2 separate regions of the Anas platyrhynchos genome follow, and region 1 is linked to region 2. Evidence: chromatin contacts called from public Hi-C data. All regions are on one chromosome and are shown on one strand. The core of a region is the stretch at or near the end of the contact, and the rest is flanking DNA. Distances in the headings are between cores, read along the strand shown.

Region 1 (4,662 bases), core at 1,845-4,344, 180 kb before region 2:
AGTCCCTTTTAACTTGAGCAGTTCTAGGCACTGACTTGAGTGCATGGAAGATGTTCCTTAACGGAACTGGATTTTTATTTGGGATCTTTTTCAAACTAATACCCCTATAATGTTTTTACTACAAAGAGAGGGTGGAAACCCACAGCTGTTTCGGGAGCACAGCAGGCATGAAGCCGAAATGGGTTAGTACATGCCTCATGGTGAGGATCTAACCTGAAGTTAGATCTTATTCTTGTTTTGGATCCTATGCTGCAGCAAATTGCATGTGTAGGAGTTGCCTGTTCAGCAACATGCAGAATTAGTTATCCTTGTCCAGACCTCAGAACGATGGTCAAAGGCAATTGTTAAAAGCGGTATTTCTGTTGTAATAGAGGGCATGGGGCAAACAACTAAACTAATGTTTTTCCTTAAAAAAGCATTCTGTTACTTTCAGGTGAAACCAAGTAGTAATCAGGTGAACCTAGCTTCCTGTTGTGTGATGCCACCTGATCTCACAGCATTTGCAAAGCAGTTTGACATACAGCTGCTAACTCACAATGACCCAAAAGGTAAGGCTTGTCTGAACAAGTTAACAGAAAACTTCTGAAGTGCTCAGACACTTCATGATAACAGAAGACTTCTAAATGCATTTATTCAGTACAACATCAGGAACGATCTTTCTCTGAACTCTAAATTTCGTTACATTTGAGTCCTGAACTTTTAGAAGTTTCACCTTCATAAAATATTTCTATTAAGTTCTTGCTTTCCCTTCCAGGAAGGGAAGGGGTTGGGAGGCAGTCTCCCAGCCTGGTATAGTATTTTGAGATAGTTTTAATCAGAGAAAATGAAGTAAATAGAAGAATAAAGAACTGAGAGATTTTTGCAATGTATTTTTCAAAAATAGATTATTTCTATAAGTCATAGAACAAAATGACAGTTGTATTGATGAAGAACAGTAAATGACAAGTGAAAGTTCACTTGCCTGGAATTTTTCTGTCAAAAAACTTGTATAAAAATGTCAATGGTCAGTTGATTTTTTTTGGGGGGGGTAATGGTAGACATTAAATTATAAACTTCAAGCAGGAGTCTCTCAAAATAGTGATGACTTGTTATTACAAAGAGAGTTGGTGTAAATTCTTTAGTTGTTTAGTGCAGTGATTCATCTATGAAATGATTGAAGGACTGTTAGACTTCCTATAGACTCTTGAACTCCGAGTTATCAGCTCACTAGAATATTCTGGGATATTGCATTTGTTTCTCTCAAAACTTATCATCCTCACTGTAATGATGCCTTAAATATCTTGCTGGAGCTGTAAGCCAGAGGTCTTAAACAATACTTAGTTTATTTCTTCTCTGTACTCTTCCTTATGACCGGCTATTCATGATGACCATACTTTTCTTTTCTTCTCCTGTTTTAACATCCTCCCCAACAAAGAAAAAAATGTATGAAATGCTGTTTATTAAGTACCATGTTTTACTTTATCATTGTCATAGCTAATTAATTCCATCAGTGCTTGAATATGTAGCAGCCTATAAGATGAATTGCTATTATATTTGTTAGATTCTATGTCCAAAACAAAGCCTGCAATTTCATAAATACTGCCTATCAAGAGTCATGAAATGAAGAAGAGGAGTTAAATTGAAAACAAAGCAAGGAGTCATTCCCACATGCATTGTTTGCTAAGCATTATTTTTCTGTCTTGGTCAGCTGAAGAGCATTGAGACTATCTTTTGGGAGCACTCCTCTACAAAGATTGTTGCCTTGACTGACTTTCCAGAGGAAACTAGGAAAAATTGTATTTGCCTTCCTTTTCTGCCTTGTGGCATTTAAGCCTTATTTTTCTTAATGCTTTCTTGGCTTTTGCTTATTATGAGCCCAGTTATGGGAGATGCTATAAATGTTGAGCTTCCCGTGACTGCGGAAGTAACTCAGTACTTTGCTGATTTCAGACTTACGCTTTGTTCTCTTCTCGTTTGTCTGGCTAGCTTCTCAATTTTAATTTTTGCTGTTTTCCTGCTAATAGCTCTGCTGATCAAGTCCGTTTGATATTGTAGAAATCTCAGTTTATTAGTTCTGTGGGAAATACTCAGTGTTGAAAAAACAACAACAAAAAAACTTGTCATGAAGATTTCTTCTGTAATGTTCAACAGCTTTTACCTTGCATGCATTCTGGAAGAGTGGATCTGTGGAGTATCTAGCACTGCTTAAGATTTTTGACTGTAGGCAAAAGCTTCTCTTACTAAGTGTTGCTTTTTGCAGCTGTTTACATGACATTGTTTAAAGCATGAATATCCCTTTTTAACTTCAGAATTACTTTGTGAAGCAAGCTTCCGAGAAGTTCTTCAGGAAAGCATCCAGAACGTCAAAGCACACGAATGGATTCCTTTATGGATTCTCCGATATTCAGTCATTGTTAAAAGCAGAGGAATTATCAAGTCCAAAGGCTATATCATGCAAGCTAAAAGAATTGCCTCTTAAAACACTCTCATCCTTTTTTTCTTCTTTGAAATGGCCTACTGTTTTAATTTCTTGGGGATGGGGGAACATTGTTTTTTCCTAGAGAGATTTTTACAGCATTTATAACAAAGACCAAAAGTTGTAATTATTCAGTGTGATGTTAGCAGGAGTGTCTGCAGTGTTCTAACACTATTTTTCTTTCTTAACCTATTAACCAGTTCATTAAAAATATGAAATATTTTGGGTTTATTGTTTTTAATTGAAATGATCTATAAGAAACAGTTCAAAATATTTCTTTGTATGACCAGTTCACTGTAAAAGTTACCATATTTTAGCTACCATTAGGTAGTATAGAGAAACAGATATATTTTTAAAATTTAATTTCTATTAAATAATAGTTATTGATATGGTAGGTACCTAGATTTAAAGCATTCAAGGACTAGTTTTTATAGAAAATTGTCATATTTCATGAAAAAATATTCTGAAAAAAATAAACTATCTTGTTACTTCATGTGTATGTACAGGTAAATCAGCTATTTAATTTGTGTGGATGGGAAAATTGGTTTATTTTTAATACTGTGTAAGAGACCTCTGATTTAGAAAAGACGCATCTTCCAAATTACTTTCTATTACTTGAATTCCTTCTGGCTTCTTTGTGCCTCAATATTGTTTTAGTGTTTGCACAAGTGATGACATCTTTACAGTTTGAAATAGAAAACGTTTTATTGTGTGAGTGTTTAAAATAAGAACTGGAAACAAATGATGAGAAATCTGTTAATCAGAATTCAAATTGTACCTGGCGTGTCCTCAGCTGTTTGGTGTTATCTTTTTGTTTTTTTTTGATACTTGGAAACTACGCAATTGGAATCAGTCGAGTGAGAACATGTTTGCTGCATGATCATGTAAAATGGATTATTATTTTGGGGTTGCCTAGGAAACTTCCTTGCTTGAGTGCCATTCAGAAATGATGCTAGCAAGGGTTCGTTAAACTTAGGTATATTTCTGTTTGGCAGTAGCTTAATGCACTGGCTTTGGTATCTTGGGGAGATTGCTGCAGCTAAGGCAAGGCTTCTGGTTTAAAAATAGTCTTTCTATTGAAAATGCCTTTTAATTTGCTTAGCGTTTTAATCAGACTATATTACAGAAGCTCAAACTGTATTTCAGCATGGGCTCTAAGTGTCTAAAATCAAATACTCCTTTTCCTTTTGATTTCAGGTAGGAGTAGGGCTTTATACTGTTAGTGGGTAACTTATTTGTACATATTTTGAGCTTCAGACTGTAAGGAAATAAATCTTCACCAACGTCTTTTAAATTCTGTTGTGCAGCAGCTAGTAGAATTTGAATGCTTTTAGGCACTGTCTAGAAATATTAGCTTACTATAAACCATTCCACTAAGTTAAAATACAAATTTTAATAAAGATACCTTTGAGTCCTTAATCATCTTATCTGTATGTGGCAAACTCTAGGAAATTCTCATGAATTACTTCAATTGTTTTGATAAATAAGAGGGAGAGAACTAGAACTAGTAATGTACCAATAAAATGTTTATTTTTTTCTCCTAATCAAAATGTATGTTTTTTTTATGTCGGGTTAGCGTGTATCAGATTTTGAAAAGGAGTTGCATTTTAAATTTCTGTACTAGCTCTGAGACGAGTGCTGCTGCTGATTAACCACTGTAATTTGACTGTTGACATTCTGTATGCTATTAGACTTGCATGTGTGTTCAGTTTTATACACTGAAATTCCATAAAATTAGAATTGTGCTAAAATAATGTTCAGGTTGCCCTAATGGAAAAAATATTTTTTTCCTGACTATAAGCTGTTAACAGGTATTTCGCTGTAGAAAAGTACTTTTGAAGACACAATATTATTTTTGTAGTGGCGCTAAGTGCATAACAATTTATCGGGTTTTCATTATTTGTGTATCAAGGTGGGAAATTGGCAAAATTGAATTAAAAATTGTAGGCTTTTATGCTATGTATAACTTTATGTTGATAATAGTATTTTACACTGAGACTTTGTCATGAAATGGTCTTAACTGTGTTTTTATGCTTGAGGATTTCCCTGTAAAATGGCACACCTCAGCCTTTATGTAACAGAAGGGGCACTGCCTGCTGCGTGCTTTGATCATCTGAAGATGCCACGTTCACAGATTTAATATACTGGATACAGGGGGGGGGGGGACAAAAAACCACCACCACCGTTGTCATTAGTGAAGATCCGTT
Region 2 (4,772 bases), core at 1,584-4,083:
GCTGCTCGTAGGCACTGTGCCAGCCCTGTGTTTGCACTACCACACAATGGAACATGGCATGGACTTCCTCCATCTGAATCAGAAGCTGCTGGCAGGGGGAAGAGCCCTAGCCCAGCCAGTGGCCACACAGCCACTTTCACTAGTGCAAAGGAAGGGGTGGTTTAAGTACCACTGCTGCCAAACCCGTAATTACAGCAACGGAGTTGCAGTTTCACACTACCTCTAACACTGCCCAGCAGCAGGGTGTCACCAGCTGCAAAGGGGTCTCTTTCCCCTTCCTCCTGCCCAGTGAAATACCCTTCCTGCTCACCACCCAGCAACGGCTTGTTTACAGAACAGCCAGATCCATGATCTCACCCAACAGAACGTGGTTCCCGTCCCGCCTCCAGCCCCTCCAAAAGCCACAGGGGCAGTCGGATCAGAGGTTGCTGGAGTCAGCTCCAGGGAGGGTGCAAAGAGACTCCTTTTGGCAGCAGCCAGTTAGCTGCGATGTGATACCCATTAGCCTCACTTCACCTGTAATGGAATTGGCTCACACAGTTAAGAGGACAGAGGCATCCTGATGACCACAAACATATTTCAATTACTGGCTTTGTTAGCATCACTGTCATGAAGCTTCACTAAAAGACAGTCAAAAGAGCAAGTGCCTAGCATGTACGAAGATCAATAAAAGTGCTGAAATGCTGTCCCTATATACAGATCTCTGCTGTTTCCACACCTAACAATCTAGACCCTCATACTTCACAGAAGTACCAGCTGCTAACTGACCAGCACCTGGCACAAGCTAGCAGCACACACACCTCCCCACAGGTGAGGACTGCAGTAAGTCCAGGTACAGTAACTCCCACCTCCAGAAGCACTACAAGAAGGTACTGGAAGAAATTTTCTTCAGCAGTATCTCAATAAAATGGAGAAACCTAGTCTGAAACAAACTTTTACTAAGTCAGATAACACAAAGACACAAGCTCACCAAGATCCTCAGTTGGAAACCACCTGCCGATGATACACACATAGACATTCTGATTTCAGTTTGTCTTCAAAATAAATAAAAAACAATAATCCTCTGACAGCAATAGGTTTTCTAAGAACCACATTTACTGAGCATAAAATACTGCCATACCGGAATTCTTTATTGTGCTCAACCTTAAAGACTACCTCTACCCACATGTTAAGAACTGAGCTCCAAACTTTCAAGGATCACTTGAAAAAACTATCCCTGCATTGAGAAGCATCACACCCAAAGAACATTTCCATGTGCAGGCACCTGCTTGACTCTTCACTCTCTGAGCTTCTGTAACAGAGCTGCTTTGCTAAGCTTCCAGGTATACATCCTTTTTATTTAACATTAAAGCTCACCATATCTTCTTTGCTGTTCATAGCCTTGTCAAGTACTTGAAACACTTCTGGTAAGCAAGCTGATAGGAATCAAATTTTGTTTTGTCTGATTGTTTTAAAACAGGGAATCTAGCAGCCCATTACAAAATGAAACTTTTTTTTTTTTTGACTGACGTGATACCTTCACAGTCCTGGAAATAGCTCTACTGCAAGTACTACAGATTACAGCTCAGCCAGGCAGTGAAATGAAGCACCCTTTCACTATTATTGCTACAAGTTTGTTTGCAGCAGTCCCTGGCTTCAACCATCTTCGCTTAAAAAACAAAGCAAATGGTTTCTGACAAAAGATGCCTGCTGCAGACTTACCCATGAGGGAAGAAAACTCCCTAACTAGGGCAGAAATTAAAGAAAAAGTAAACAAGACACAAAGAGGAAATTTTAATTCAACAATGGGAAATAGAAGGCAACAGCTGAAAAAGATGCAAGGAAATATGTCTCGTTTAAGTGCTCTCTCCATCAGATATGAATTATTAATATTAAATGATCATACTTGGTGGGTAACCCTGGGGAAATATTTTACTCTTTGTAAGGTCCAGACAGGAATGCTCTGGGTTAGAAACCGGACCCCACATATCCAATCGCGTCTCTTTTGTCAGTCTCCAATAACATTCAGTAAGTGCAGGTCTTGCTGTAAAATAAACCTGCACAGCCATTCCAAAACGCAGACCTTATTTCACAGCTACAAAAAAGGTTTATGAAGGCAGTGACTTCTCCCAAAGAATCGCGGACTCCTCTGAATCACTAAACAAGGGCTGATGCCAAGCACGCTCACCACTCACTAGCCACACAGCCAGCCTTCCCTCGCAATGCAAGAAGCCACAGAGGAGAGAGCTGCGCGGGGCCAGGAGCGCCCCGAAGCCCGGCTGCCGCCGGGGCTCACCTTGTATGACGTGCTCGGGGGATATGGTCTTCTTCTCGGACTTGTTGCAGATCTCGTTGGCCTCGGAGGAGATGAGGTGGATGAACTCCGTGCAGCAGTTTACCACCAGCTCCCGGGCGTCGTTCGCCACGCGGACGTTGGGCAGCGTCTCCTTGATCATCTTGTTGATGGCAGCCCGGGGGATGGTCAGGTCGTCGTCGTTCCCCGACGAGGAGGCCATGCTGGCTGCCGCGCTCAGGGGCTCCCCCTCGCCTCCAGCGCGGGGGGACCCGGCGAGGGGCGGCGGGCGGGGAAGGGCCGGGGGCGGCGCTGGGCGAGCGGCGCGCGGCGGGCCGGGAGGCGCGGCGGGGCTCGGGGCTCAGCGCTCCTCCGGCCGCGGCGCCTGCCCCGGCCGCCTCCGCCACATCCTTCGGGGGCCGGCGGCGCCGCCTCAGGAGCGGCCGGCGGGCGGGCGGCCGCAACACCACGCGGGCCCCGCTCCGCTGGGCAGGGCAGGGCCGGGCCGGGCCGAGCTGCGCTGCGCTGCGCGCCCCCGGCTGCGCTCCCCGGCGGCGGCGGCCGGGCCGGTGCTGAGGGCGGCCGCGAGGCGGAAACGCTCTGACTGCGGGCTGCGCGGGGCGGCGCTTCCGCCGGAAGCCGAAGCGCGCTTCCGCCTCCCGCCTCCTCCCGGCCTTCCCGCCCAGCGCCGGAAGCGGCGGCGCCGCGGGGGGCGGGGTCACGTGGGGCGGCCGGGCCGGGCCGGGGGCTGAGGGGAGCGGCACGTGACGCGGACAGGGGGGCGCCGGGGAGGGGCCCGGAACGAGCGCGGGGCTGCGGCTGCGGGGCTGCTGCAGGAACAGGCAGGCAGTGACCCACACACAGCACAGTGTCAGCAGTGAAGAAGCACGGGTTATTTTTTGTATGTATATATTATATTCCGTATATTAAATACTTGAGAACCAGTCAGTGCTTGTTTCCATGAAAACACATCTCTATAAAGCAGACTAAACCTAGAGTTAAGAGGATTTTAATTTTAAGGTCTGGCAAACTAAAGTTGAAGATACATGCATTGAGGTTAATATCTTGGAGCTTACATCAAATCATAAGCCATTTAACAAAATAGTAACTGCAACCAATGTTCCAGTTTACACAATCTCGTGCTTATTGTGAGGGTTTTCCTAGGTCAAAGCTCTTTCTGCTTCTCCACCTTAGCAATTTGATAAAGTTAAGACTTGCACTGAAGATTTTGTCATGATGAAAAACCATTTTGTAGAATATATCAATGGGTAGATCTCCATTTGGATCTGCGTATTTGAGAGTTGTCATCGGCGTGTACAAGGTGTTGGTCTGATGGCGAAAAGGTGGGTTTTCTGCAAGAATTATCTTTACTGTGTGCTGTCAAGAAAGAAAAATGAGATCTTTAAAGAACCCTTACCAAAATAGTAAGTTGAACATTTAGTTTTCAACTAAGGAGAGGAAAAGTGGAAGAATAAAGTTTTAGAACTGTGTAAAATGCTGCATGTAGTTTTATGAAAATGTCATTACATTTTTTTTTCTTAAAATAATGTTAAAGCCAGAAGTACTTATTCACGGTCCTAATTCTGTTCATCTACAGCATGATGATAGCACTTTACACTTAAGTATCCTGCATAGTCCTCCAAAGTTATCCCTGTGGGCCCACAATAGGTGGATACTTTCTCTTACTGTTGACTGGAAAAGGATCAGAACAGTGCGCTTTGCAGCAAGATAGGGAAGCTTCAGGTGACACTTGAAGCTCCTCAGTAGTAGCCAGCACCTGAAATTGTTGTCCCCTTCCTGCAGACAGCCCTAAACACCAGGAACTATGTCCAGGTATTTTCTATTATGCCTTGGTGTTGTACGGTAGCCAAATGAACTTCATATTAGCCTTGCATTAGTGAAGGGAGTATTAGTGAGATAGAGAGGCTTTAAACAAAGGTTCCCAAAGGTAGGAACCCTGCAGAGACAGAAGGTAGCACTGTGGGATGCCCAGACTTCACTGGGTCCGTGTCCCCAGTCACGTGTAAGTTACAGTTCACAATAGTCTTAAATTGCAAAATGAACATTCTTTTAATGTTCTTACTGGTTTTGTTTAAGACTTGAAATTCTCTCAAGGTTTTTAAAATTATTTTAAATTACATAAATTCCATGTACTTAAATCTTAACACTTCTACAAAACAAACAAACAAAAACAAACAAAAAAACACATCACCAACCAACTGGTGCATTCTTAAATTAAAAATATACAAGAGAAGAGATTTGTTGGTAGGTTACCTCTGCAACATCCTCAGCACTTTGTCCCAGGCTCTGGAAAATTTGTTTGTAATTTTTAAGGTAAATATTAGTAAACATCTCAGCTGTTTCCTCATCTGCAGCTGAAAGATCCATTTTCATTCCATCTTCAAACACTTTTCTTTCAAACTCTGTAATCACTGGGCCTGGTTCAATCAGACTTAACCTATTCAAAAGCCAAGATATACTGATTACGGACTACTCTCCT

Evidence for each region. A called contact is a pair of places that touch in the nucleus more often than the background predicts.
Region 1: a Hi-C map of liver shows a contact between it and region 2, with 2.4 times the contacts expected there. The contact joins the promoter of DNTTIP2 here to the promoter of DR1 in region 2. A contact is called at or near these places in 2 of 8 Hi-C or Micro-C datasets (liver and skeletal muscle).

Annotation. Positions count from the first base shown.
Region 1 is chr8:8,684,098-8,688,759 of IASCAAS_PekinDuck_T2T, reverse strand. It overlaps DNTTIP2 (deoxynucleotidyltransferase terminal interacting protein 2), which reads left to right and starts at 3,094. Exons shown (of 7, transcript XM_027462911.3): 1 at 3,094-4,662. GCLM (glutamate-cysteine ligase modifier subunit) reads left to right here. Exons shown (of 7, transcript XM_027462629.3): 6 at 434-548; 7 at 2,289-2,677. The coding sequence ends at 2,458.
Region 2 is chr8:8,498,753-8,503,524 of IASCAAS_PekinDuck_T2T, reverse strand. It overlaps DR1 (down-regulator of transcription 1), which reads right to left and starts at 2,833. Exons shown (of 3, transcript XM_005026565.6): 1 at 2,276-2,833. The coding sequence starts at 2,495. It overlaps LOC101801995 (retinol dehydrogenase 8), which reads right to left. Exons shown (of 6, transcript XM_021276937.4): 5 at 4,547-4,730; 6 at 3,266-3,649. The coding sequence ends at 3,416. It overlaps LOC113844270 (a long non-coding RNA gene), which reads left to right and starts at 3,487. Exons shown (of 4, transcript XR_003498710.3): 1 at 3,487-3,615.